Regions from separate parts of the Rattus norvegicus genome. Here region 2 is linked to region 1. A link is a contact called in public Hi-C data. All regions are on one chromosome and are shown on one strand. The core of a region is the stretch at or near the end of the contact, and the rest is flanking DNA. Distances in the headings are between cores, read along the strand shown. Region 1 holds the start of Avl9 (AVL9 cell migration associated). Region 2 holds the start of Nt5c3a (5'-nucleotidase, cytosolic IIIA).

Region 1 (5,369 bases), core at 848-3,347:
ATATAGGCCTCCTGCTTCTGGCACAAAACTTACTTTACAAAAGCAGTCACTTTTACCTGCATGCTAAAACCAAAAGTCAAAGGCAGAGAGAGAGAGAGAGAGAGAGAGAGAGAGAGAGAGAGAGAGACAGAGAGAGAGAGAATATTCAGGTTGCTCTTGTATCTTTGCTTTTTAAAAAAAATCTTTTATTAATTTTTATTTATATGTATACAGTGCAGTGTAGCTGTTTTGAGATGCACCAGAAGAGGGCATCAGATCCCATTATAGATGGTTGTGAGCCACCATGTGGTTGGTGGGATTTGAACTTAGGACCTCTGCAAGAACAGCCAGTACTCTTAACCACTGAGCCATCTCTCCAGCCCTGTATCTTTGCTTTTAAGAACAGTTCTCTATTCTCTAGTCTTTATGCAGCACTATATACTGCTTCCTTTGTTGAAATTTATATTAGCAATAAAACCAGTAAGAAAGGCAGAAAACGTAATGAATCTTGGCTTTCAAATGACAGCAAGAATCAGAAGACTACCCTATCTTCTATCAATTCTGATTTTTCTTTCCTTTCCAGAGCTCCATTCAGTGTAGTTCTGAAGCGAGCTTCCACAATGACTATACTGCCACACACGGACACACATGGCACAGGAAGCAAGGTTACTACTTCTGACCGACTCCAGGGCTGGTTTTCAAAACAGTATGATCTCAGCAATCTTTTTTTTTTTCAGTGTGATTTCTGTCATTTTGTCACTTTACTCCTAGCTTATAACGCAACTAGTTAGTTCAAAGGCTGTAGTCATGAAGTACTAAAAAGTCATAATAGCACACACAATAATGCTACTTTCTCTTTAGTGTTATTCTACATCTTTCTAATCTGAGGATAAAAGGATAGAACATCTTAAAGTTAATGGTCTCTTTTTGAGGCAGGATCTAAGTATCCTGTTCAACTTAAGATAATCAATTTGCCACAGCCTCCCATTTGCTGGATGTGTGCTGTGTACCACCACACCTAGATTGAAGTTAACAGTCGACACACACCTATATACACACGCACACGCAGCTAGCTAGCTACCAGTTCTCCACTCCCTTTTCTACTTTTGTTATCTTCTAATGTTACATTCTCTGTGAAAAGAAACCAAATGCTTTGTTTTCTATTAGCAGTACTCCGTTTTTTCAACACCTTAGGTATTCAATATATACATCCACTAGCGCATTATGACATCATTGCCTTCCAGTGTTTGTTCAGATTAAACAATCCTATTCTATTTTGCTCCTCTGCCTTCAAAACAAAGCAAATGCTCTGTTCAGATGGTAGGTTGAAGAGTAAGCTAAGAAGCTGGCTCCATTTGGACTATCCATGTCCATTTGCACTATCTGTTTGGCACGTTACATTTTCATTTACTGCAACCGACTTGGAGGGTCAACCTAACCAAAAGAATAGTTCTGGGCAAGATCAAATCTTACATGGCACAAAGAGAAGGGGGCGGGGCCGCTCGCCAACCCTAAACTACAGATTCGGAGGCTTGCGGGAGATAAACAAAGGAAGCTGATTCTTCAGAGCGGAGCCTACAAGTGCGTCAGCCTACTTGAGCATTCGTGTGGAAACCCACAGCTCACTACATGCCGGCGTTCAAACGCCGAGTTTTTCCTCAAGATTTCCTTTACGGGTAGACACCCAGCAGGTCGGTGGAGATTGACAGGGAACAGAAGGCTCGTCCGTCCTTCTTTCTCTAAACCCGAACCCCCGCTGCTCGTCACACAATTCCCAGAGGCACAACGCGCGGGAGGCCGCGGGGCGCCGAGTAGGCGCGGGCCGGTCCTCACCTGGCAGCCCTTCTTGTGGTGAAAGCCGACCACCACGATATGCAGGACAGGCCCGCAGGGGGCGCCGTCACTTTCACGCCCAGCCTTCTCCATGGGCGCTCGCCGTAGACCCGCACCGCGACTCCAAACGCCGAGGCCGGGCCGCACAAAGCAGAGCGACGGCTTTCAGATGTCAACCGGAGCGCCACATACGCGCTGCGCCACGGGCTCGGGGGCCGCCGACCAGCTCCCTCACCTCCGCGAAGCCCCACAGGGCCTCCACCGCTCTGCTTCATCCGCTTCCGCAGCTTCCGGGCTGTCACCTGACGCTACAGCCGCCTCCGGCAGGGCGGGGCGGTACCCTGAGGCCCATGTCCCGGCAGCGTCTGAGGCAGTGTGGGCGGAGCCTGACTAGGGGGCGGGATTAAAGGAAAATAAATCGGATAAGGGCGGGGTTGTATAACATGAGAGGCGGGACTGTTTGAGAGCAGGATTGGCGGAAGAGGTTGAAGGCGGGGCCTATAGGACCTGTGGGGCGGGGCAGAGCGGGCGGGGCGGGGCAAGGTAAGGCAGACGCTGACCATCAGGTACCTTTTGCAGTCAGTGGTGGAGGAGTTGAATTGGCTTCCACTTAAACCTGCTCCTTTCTCCCTACGATCTTTGTCAAATCACTTCCTTCTAAAAATCTATCTTTCCTTCATTAAATATCCTTACTCCTCCTCCTTCAATTTTACTTATTTATAAAACGTATTTTCATTCTTTAAATCTTTCGTGGAATCTCTCAGCCTTGAGTTTTAAATGTTTTACAACGACACATGCATTTTCATGAAGTTTGGTATCTTGTGTATTCAACGTTGAAATTAAGTTGCTTGCTTACTCAAATGTTTCTTTACTTTCACTCTAGAGTTTTTTCATTTAATTTTTTTCTGTACAGTCCCATATACTAGGCTGCAAGTGTGTAATGCTACAAGTTGAGGAGCTGAAGTAAGAGAGTTCCAAGTTTCAAGCCAACCTGGGCTACATTGTCTTAGAAATGTGCTCACAAGGTCAAAGATCACTACTGCAAGTATAATGACCCAGCAAAGCTTTATAACTTTCAAGTCACTCCAGGCGTGGTGGTGCATGCCTTTAATTCAAACACTCACTCCAGAGGCAGAGGCAGGCAGATTTCTGAGTTTGAGACCAGCCTGGTCTACAGAGCAAGTACCAGGACAGCCAGAGCTACACAGAATTCCTGTCTTGAAAAACAATGACAAGGGATAACAACAACAGCAGCAACAATTAATAATAATAATAGTAATAATAATGATGATGATAATAACTTCAGATGAAAAGGGTCATAGTCCAAAAACCATAGGAACAAACACCACCTGTTCAGGATGGCCAGGTGGTAGTGGTGATGGTGGTGGTTGGCTTTTCCATTTTAGCTGAGGTCCTAGCTCACGCTTTACTCCAGATCATCTGATTTAGGATGTGGCTGGAAAAGGAGAAGAAAGAGAGAGTGCAGAGTACGCAGTGTTTAAACTGAGTGCACCTGGATAAACATCTAATGAAGGACAGGGAAAGGAGGCAAAGAAGGCACGTGGTTCTTAAAATTGTAAGAAAAGACAAATTTCTCACATTGGTGAGTGTGATGGCTATTCTTGGTTGTCAACTTGACTAAATCTGGAATGAACTACAACGAAGAAATGGAGGGCACATCTGTGATCCAGGTTTTGAGGCTGGAAGAGACAGGCTTCTGACCTGGATCTTAACATGGAATGACACATACTTTTGATCCAGATCTTGAGGCATAGTGACCATGAAAAGCTTAGGCCCAGGCAAGGTAGTATACATCTTTACATCCAACAGACTGAGGCAAGCAGAGTTCAAGGCCAGCCTGGGATAGAGCAAGTTCCAAATCCAGGTGTGATAGTACACACCTTTACTCTGGGCCATACCTTCTGCATAAGGACAATGGAAAAGGCATACTTCCTTCTCTACCTGCTTCCACTTACTGGCCAGCACACCCATTGGAAACTACTTCGGAATTCCTGCTTATACAGAAGAAGAGCCGAAACACTAGCCTCTTGGGACTGAGCAATTACTAGATCTTTGGACTTCCATTCACAGCCGCTCATTGTTGGGTTAGTTGGACCAAAGACTGTAAGTCAGTACAATAGTTTCCTTTAATATATATAGACATTCCATAAGTTCTGTGACTCTAGAGAACCGTGACTAACACAGAGTTTAAGATCAGTCTAGGCAAACAGGTATCCTCCTCATACCCGCAAAGATAAATAAATATATACGTTATACACAAGAGTTTGGAAGTCTTGACTCATAATATCCTCACCAATAAAGACTTACATTGTACCTGTCAAATGATTATTCCAGCTGTGATTAAAATATACTCATGTACAGTTTAAGTGCTTCTGGGTTTTACTGTAGTTGGCACAAAATAGGTTTGTTTCTAGAGTTTCCAAATCCTTTACTGAATGTGCTAAGTTTTGAAAAGTAAGTTGTTTAAATGCTTCTAAAACTACTCAATATTTTTAATATGCTATCATATCTTTTTTATATAGCAAAATTCTTGGCAATGTTCATGGCTTCATGAAAACTATACGATTTCCAGTAACATTTTTTTCACATTACCCTTTTATGTTAACTACTTGTCTTTTACTATTTTCTTGATGTAACCTGTGTTAATATTTTCCACAGTTGGCATAGCTAAAATTGAGTCTAACTTCACACCTTTGCTTGAACTTGTGTTAGACTGTCTCCAGGAAACATCGACATTTACTCCACTGTTCAGGAGTGACACGCTGCCTTTAGAGGTATGTGTCACTTTGGATCCTGAGGCTATCGCGTGAGATTAAATCATCTTTATTAAGCTTAAATGTTTTAAAAAGTATCATTTAAGATTATCATTTATTTAGTTATTTTCAGACACGAAGTGATCTGAGGGAGAAAGGATTCATTGCAGTGCAGGGGTTGAGATGACACGTACACAAAAGAAGGGACAGATAAAGAGGACTTCATGGTCCTTAAACTGGTACATTTAAAAGCACCTCCCTTATCTTAGTTTTGTGTGTATATGTACATGTTTATGTTTGTGTGTGTATATGGAGGCCAGAGGTCAATGTTGGATACCTTTCTTCAATTACTTCTGTACTTTACTTATTGACAGGGTCTTTCACTGAACCCGGAGAGCACCTATCTGGCTAGACTAAAAGACTTGCAAACCTTAGGAATCCTCCTGTCTCCTTCCCCAACACTGGCACTGTGGACCTGAGCCATTATTTCCAATTTTTTTATAATGTAAGTGCTAGGTAATGAACTCAGGTCTTCCTACTTGAGTGATAGACTAAGCCATTTTTTTCTAGACTGTGCATTCATTTTTAAGTGAATTACATCACTGTAAAGTAAATTCATTAACAGGATATTATTTACAAGGACAAATCCCTTACTGAAAAACAATTCTTTTATTTTTCAAAGTATTGGGAAGGGTTAGGCGGGAAGAAATACTAGTTTGAGATAACCAAGTCTAAGTACATTTCTGTACCTTGTCTTGAAAGAAAAGTTTGGTTGTGTTCATA
Region 2 (5,406 bases), core at 770-3,269, 240 kb before region 1:
TCTGTTTCTTTCAGGTTCCGGCGGTGTCTCAGGCACAGGGGTCCTGCCGCTCCTGGGCCCTTCCCCACGGGAGCCCAGAGGCCTTATACAGTTTCCTCTTGGGCCAGGGATGTGGGCAGGGGTGAGCAGAGTTGGTGGTCTCTTCCGCTCTGCAGCCTCAGGAGTGCCCACCTGACCAGGCGGTTGGGTCTCTATCTCACCGGGTCTGGGAGCAGAGAGCTGCTGCGGGCCGGGATCCGCGGGTGTGGGACTTCCCGTAAACACAGAACGTGCCCGGTCCTAGAGAAATTCTGCTTTCCTGTGTCCCAAGCTCACCAGGCAGCTTTCTTGCAGCAGAAAATTTGGTCTTACCTGTGGTCCCGAGGCTCAGGTTCGCTCGTGGGGTGCTCCCCACGGGTTCTCTGCAGCGGCAGCAACCAGGAAGTCGAAGTGAGTCTTAACTACCCGGAGACCTCCCCCTCCCCAGTGTGACATGAGAACGGAATTTGATGCAAATGCAAGAGGTTTATTTTCTGGCGTGTCGGGGTCAACCTTCAATCAGCCCCTCGTGGCGAGTGACTGGAAGGTGACCTCGAATGGCTATAACAAGCAGTTTTTATACTTCTTAGGGGTACAGGTTGCATCGGCAAGGTTACAGTTTAAACTTATTGGCTGAGCATATTGACCTTTGAGTCTATTGGCTAGCAAGCATATGACATGCATTGAACTCTCTGGAACCAGAGGATCAGGTGACTATCAGTCAGGACATTCTTTGGATTTTCAAGAGTGTCCCTGCTCCTCCCAAGAACTGTGGGTGGAGAATGGAACTTGGCATAGCCCTGACCCAAGGTGGGAAGCTGGTACTTGGCCTAATCTTGACCTGAGGCAGTGGATGCAAAGCTGGCGAAAGCCCTTAGGGTCCTTCACAGAACTCCATAACCTACCTACCTTCTACCAGGCCAAGTCTCTTAATAACTCTTACATTTCTGTAAGAACTAGGGTCCTTCACTTTCAGTAACTTAGGTGGTATATTTTAGCCTCAATTTCTTGGCCACTTCTTTGAGGCTTTTCATTTGTGAGCAGGGGTCATGGTCCACGGCACTGGTTAATCAGCCAATCACAGCAATCCTCCTGCCTTAGAATCCTTCATCCAGGTACCAGAAACATGCTGCTGCATGATGACCAGCTTGAGTCTCATATTTTGTGGAACTGCTATTTGCACAATTCATAAATTTTTTAACTCAAGAGAATATGTCTTAATATCAATTTGCTTTTAGACCAGCTAATAAAACCTTAAAAAGAAAAATAATTCTTTTTCTTCCACAGCTTTTCATTCTTGACTTCCTTTGTTTGCATATATCAGGCAGAGACAGCCTGGTCAAGCAGCAGCACAAACCTCACAGAATTGGACCAACTATCCCAAGAATCTCTCTTGCATCCCCTATCACACCCCACCTACTCTGAGAGAAGCAGGAGTAAACTATATCAATCCCTTGAAACACAATAAACAAGTGGTACAGCTTCAAGTCTGTCTGCTCACACTCCTAAGGAAAGTACGCTAAAGTGGTAGGAAGGATCTGGCTGATAAGACCAGCAACTGACAGCTCCCTCAAAGACGACTACACCGTGGGCCTCCACCCCAGGATGCTACTGCGCAGGTCAGACGCAGCGCCGGTGAGGCTGCTGGGTGTCGTAGTCCATGGTGTCTAAGGCGGGGTACAGTTTCTGAGTGGGTGGCGGATGAATTCTCTTTCACTGGGGCAAGACTTTGTTTCCTCGTCTGTCTCGTGATTCTGGGGCGGTCTTACTGTGTACTATAGAGCACTAGGATTCTGGGTTATATATGCACTACTTGCTTTTAGTAGCGAATTACATTTGTTTTCTTCCGGGTCCTTGCGGTGTTTCCTGAAGTCAGGGTTAGAGGAAGTCCCGCCCCTATTGCAGGGGCGGGGGTTCCGGACACGGGCCTCTTAGTCCCCGCCCCGTAGTCCCCGCCCCTCACCTCTTCTGGGCGGAGCCTCCTCGGTTTCCCCCCGCACGGGGCGGGGCTCCGGGCTAGTGTGCGGCTTACGGCCGCGCCCCTGGGCTCGTACCCGCGGCTCCTGGGCTTTCGCGCCGAGAGCACGCGGGCCTTCAATGGACCGCGCGGCCGTGGCGCGAGTGGGCGCGGTGGCGAGCGCCAGTGTGTGCGCGGTGGTGGCGGGCGTGGTGCTGGCCCAGTACATATTCACCTTGAAGAGAAAGACGGGCCGCAAGACCAAGATCATCGAAATGGTGAGTGCGGGAGCTGCGGCTCTCACGCGAGCTGCCGAAGTGACGTGGGCCGGCCGCGGCCCTGAGAGGGCAAGCTGCACGCGTGCTGATGCTTGACAGTGTTTCAAAGAGTGGAGAGAATAGAGATGCTCGGAGATAACTACCTCTTGCTGCAAAACCCGTTTCTCCAGAGCTAATCTCCAGTTGGCACCAGCTTCCGAGAGGTGCAGCTAATCGGATTCAGTCTCCTGCCCAGGAGTCGGTTGTGTTTGTTTGTTTGTTTGTTTGTTTGTTTTGTTTTGTTTTTTGTATCATCCTGACTATCTTGGGTTACGTTATGCAAAGAGCATTTTCGATTGTTTTTAGAAATGCCAATCAACTAGTCGGAAATTGGAATAGCTCGATTATTTGAATGTTCTTCCTTGTTTCATGTACCAAGTGTTCTTGAATCAGTCCTCCAAAACTCTTTTGTAAATCCTAGAAATGTTCTTTTAGGAGTTATTTACAGCGTCCTTAAAATTGCTTGTCTCGAGAATTTTCTTTGAGGTTTATTTTAAAGTGACTTCTTGTTCCCTGTTTGGGCGTTTCATTTAGGGTTTTTGTTTTGATGTTACAGTTGTTGGATCCGACTTGAGCATGGTGAGTGTGATTTATTCACTGGAGTACAAGGGAACATCCGGAACTAAAATAGAAAGTTGAGAAGCAGTTACTATTCTAAATAATATTTTAGGTTAATTCATTTATTCCTGGGTTATTATAGCTTATATACCTCTGATTGCAAACATTTTGTGTCAGAAGTTTTGCCTTCCTCTCTGCCTAGAGAACTTACTTACATGGCTTTATTTTGTTCCATACTCAAAATTTATAATTTTCCATCAGTGATTTTTAAAAAAAAGCTGATTTCCCTGTCTTTCTGTAGGTACTTAAACGGTGGGCGGGTTTTTCACAAAATCTTAAGGAAGAGTTTGCTTTCATTGTAAAAAGTAATAAGGGACCACCAAGAACACCACCCTTTTGTTTGTACTGTACAAATCAGTCCTTAGAATGCATTGTTTTATTAGCTGTAATATGTGTCAGGCCCCTAATAGCTTTTCAATTTAATACGTAAAAGAGTTAGATTTTTTTTTTTTACTTTTGTAATTTTAGTTGATTGTTCCTTTAGATGGGCAAAGTATTTGGATGACCTAAATACATACTCCAGCCTTCATTCATTCTTTTATAATGGTCATGACTGGGGAGTCCTTTGTGTCTGTCTCCACCCCCTTTCTTCTTAGAATTTATACAAACCCGGGGATAGCCACTGAACATCGATGTTCTGATCACAGACAATACATAACTACCTAACCAAGCAAGGTAGGCTAGGGAGAAAAAAGTGATACCAGTCGTGCTCTTGGTGATGGTGTTCCTCTTGCCTCAGCCACCTCAGTGCGGGATTCCATTCCTGAGTCACCCCGCCCGCTAGGACATTTTTAATTGAAAGGCCTTAGGAATTGGCTGGTGAGCTATGCATGCCATGGTGGAAATGGCCAGTAGTCTGGCAAACCCAGAGGGAAACCATCAAAAGGCATGCCAGAAGTATTCAAAGAGACAAGACAAGCCATTTAGTGAAGTTGTCTGGCACTTTACATTTTAGTTATCCTGTGTGTGCCCCCTGAATCTGTTTTAACATCTACCTGTACTTACATGGACCCTCTATACTGGTATAGACCCCAGGACTTTACACCTACCAGACAAGCATACCTACTTCATCAGTGCCATCCCATCCCATCCCCTTTTGAGACAGGGTCTTTCTGTATTGAAAAATCTGTTTAGGTTTCTGTGAAAGACATAGAAATACTATAAAAATAAATCTTCATTGTAACCCCAAGTGTGGGATGTGGGGCTGGCTCAGATTGTTCACAACAGCTGATGCAATTTGCCTTGCGCTCTGATAGGGGCACGGCTTTTCTCAGCTGCAGATTGTGGTGGAGTGACATTTGGAATTCTGGGGACATTTCAGAGGGTCTGTAAATGAGGGCCCAGAGAGACAGGCTGGGTTGGTGGTTGGTGGTTGGTTGCTGTTGGATGCTGTTGGATGCTGTGCGCAAAGAAGAAACAAGAAGAAATTAGATATCCTGATGGTGAAGATCAAACTTGCCCCCAAGGAGCTCGATGCCTCTCATTAGCAGGACGTGGTCTAAGGAGAACTTGCCCCTCTTCTGACCCCCGACATTATTCAGGGATCTCTTTCCTCTCTAGCCTTTTTTCTCTCTTATCTAGTGTTAGGGAGTAAGGGTAGAAGAAAATGGATGGAGAAGTGTGGGAAAAAGAACCCACAGAGTATCCAGGAACAGCTACATCTTTCTGAACTGTTTCTACATGCCTTGAATTTGCAACCCTGCCTCTGTTAGGATTACAGCCATGCACCACCATGACTCTGTCATATCTGCAGTCTCTTAAGATTACTGATTAATTTGTCATAATCAAACCCTTTCTCTAAGCATTTTATTTTAGAATAATGTATTTTTACCGTAGTATGAAAAGTGTTCTCTTCCTTCTTTAAAAGGGGAACAAGAATACCCTTGGCAAGGAATAGGGAGGCAAAGTTTAGAACAGAGGCAGAAGGAACGCCCATTCAGAGCCTGCCCCACATGTGGCCCATACATATACAGCCACCCAAGTAGATAAGATGGATGAAGCAAAGAATTGCAGACCGACAGGAACCGGATGTAGATCGCTCCTGAGAGACACAGCCAGAATACAACAAATACAGAGGCGAATGCCAGCAGCAATCCACTGAACTGAGAACGGGACCCCCGTTGAAGGAATCAGAGAAAGAACTGGAAGAGCTTGAAGGGGCTCGAGACCCCATATGAACAACAATGCCAACCAACCAGAGCTTCCAGGGACTAAGCCACTAACTAAAGACTATACATGGATTGACCCTGGACTCTGACCTCATAGGTAGCAATGAATATCCTAGTAAGAGCACCAGTGGAAGGGGAAGCCCTGGGTCCTGCCAAGACTGAACCCCCAGTGAAAGTGATTGTTGGGAGGAAGGTGGTAATGGGGGGAGGATGGGGAGGGAAGCCCATATGGAAGGGGAGGGGGAGGGGTTAGGGGATGTTGGCCCGGAAACCGGGAAGGGGAATAGCACCTGAAATGTAAATAAGAAATACTCAAGTTAATAAAGAT

What was found. A called contact is a pair of places that touch in the nucleus more often than the background predicts.
Region 2: a Hi-C map of frontal cortex shows a contact between it and region 1, with 4 times the contacts expected there. The contact joins the promoter of Nt5c3a here to the promoter of Avl9 in region 1. A contact is called at or near these places in 4 of 12 Hi-C or Micro-C datasets (frontal cortex, hepatocytes, mammary epithelial cells and 1 more).

What each region holds. Positions count from the first base shown.
Region 1 is chr4:87,288,557-87,293,925 of GRCr8, reverse strand. It overlaps Avl9 (AVL9 cell migration associated), which reads right to left and starts at 2,097. Exons shown (of 16, transcript NM_001427284.1): 1 at 1,813-2,097. The coding sequence starts at 1,905.
Region 2 is chr4:87,531,451-87,536,856 of GRCr8, reverse strand. It overlaps Nt5c3a (5'-nucleotidase, cytosolic IIIA), which reads left to right and starts at 2,019. Exons shown (of 9, transcript NM_001398841.1): 1 at 2,019-2,253. The coding sequence starts at 2,116.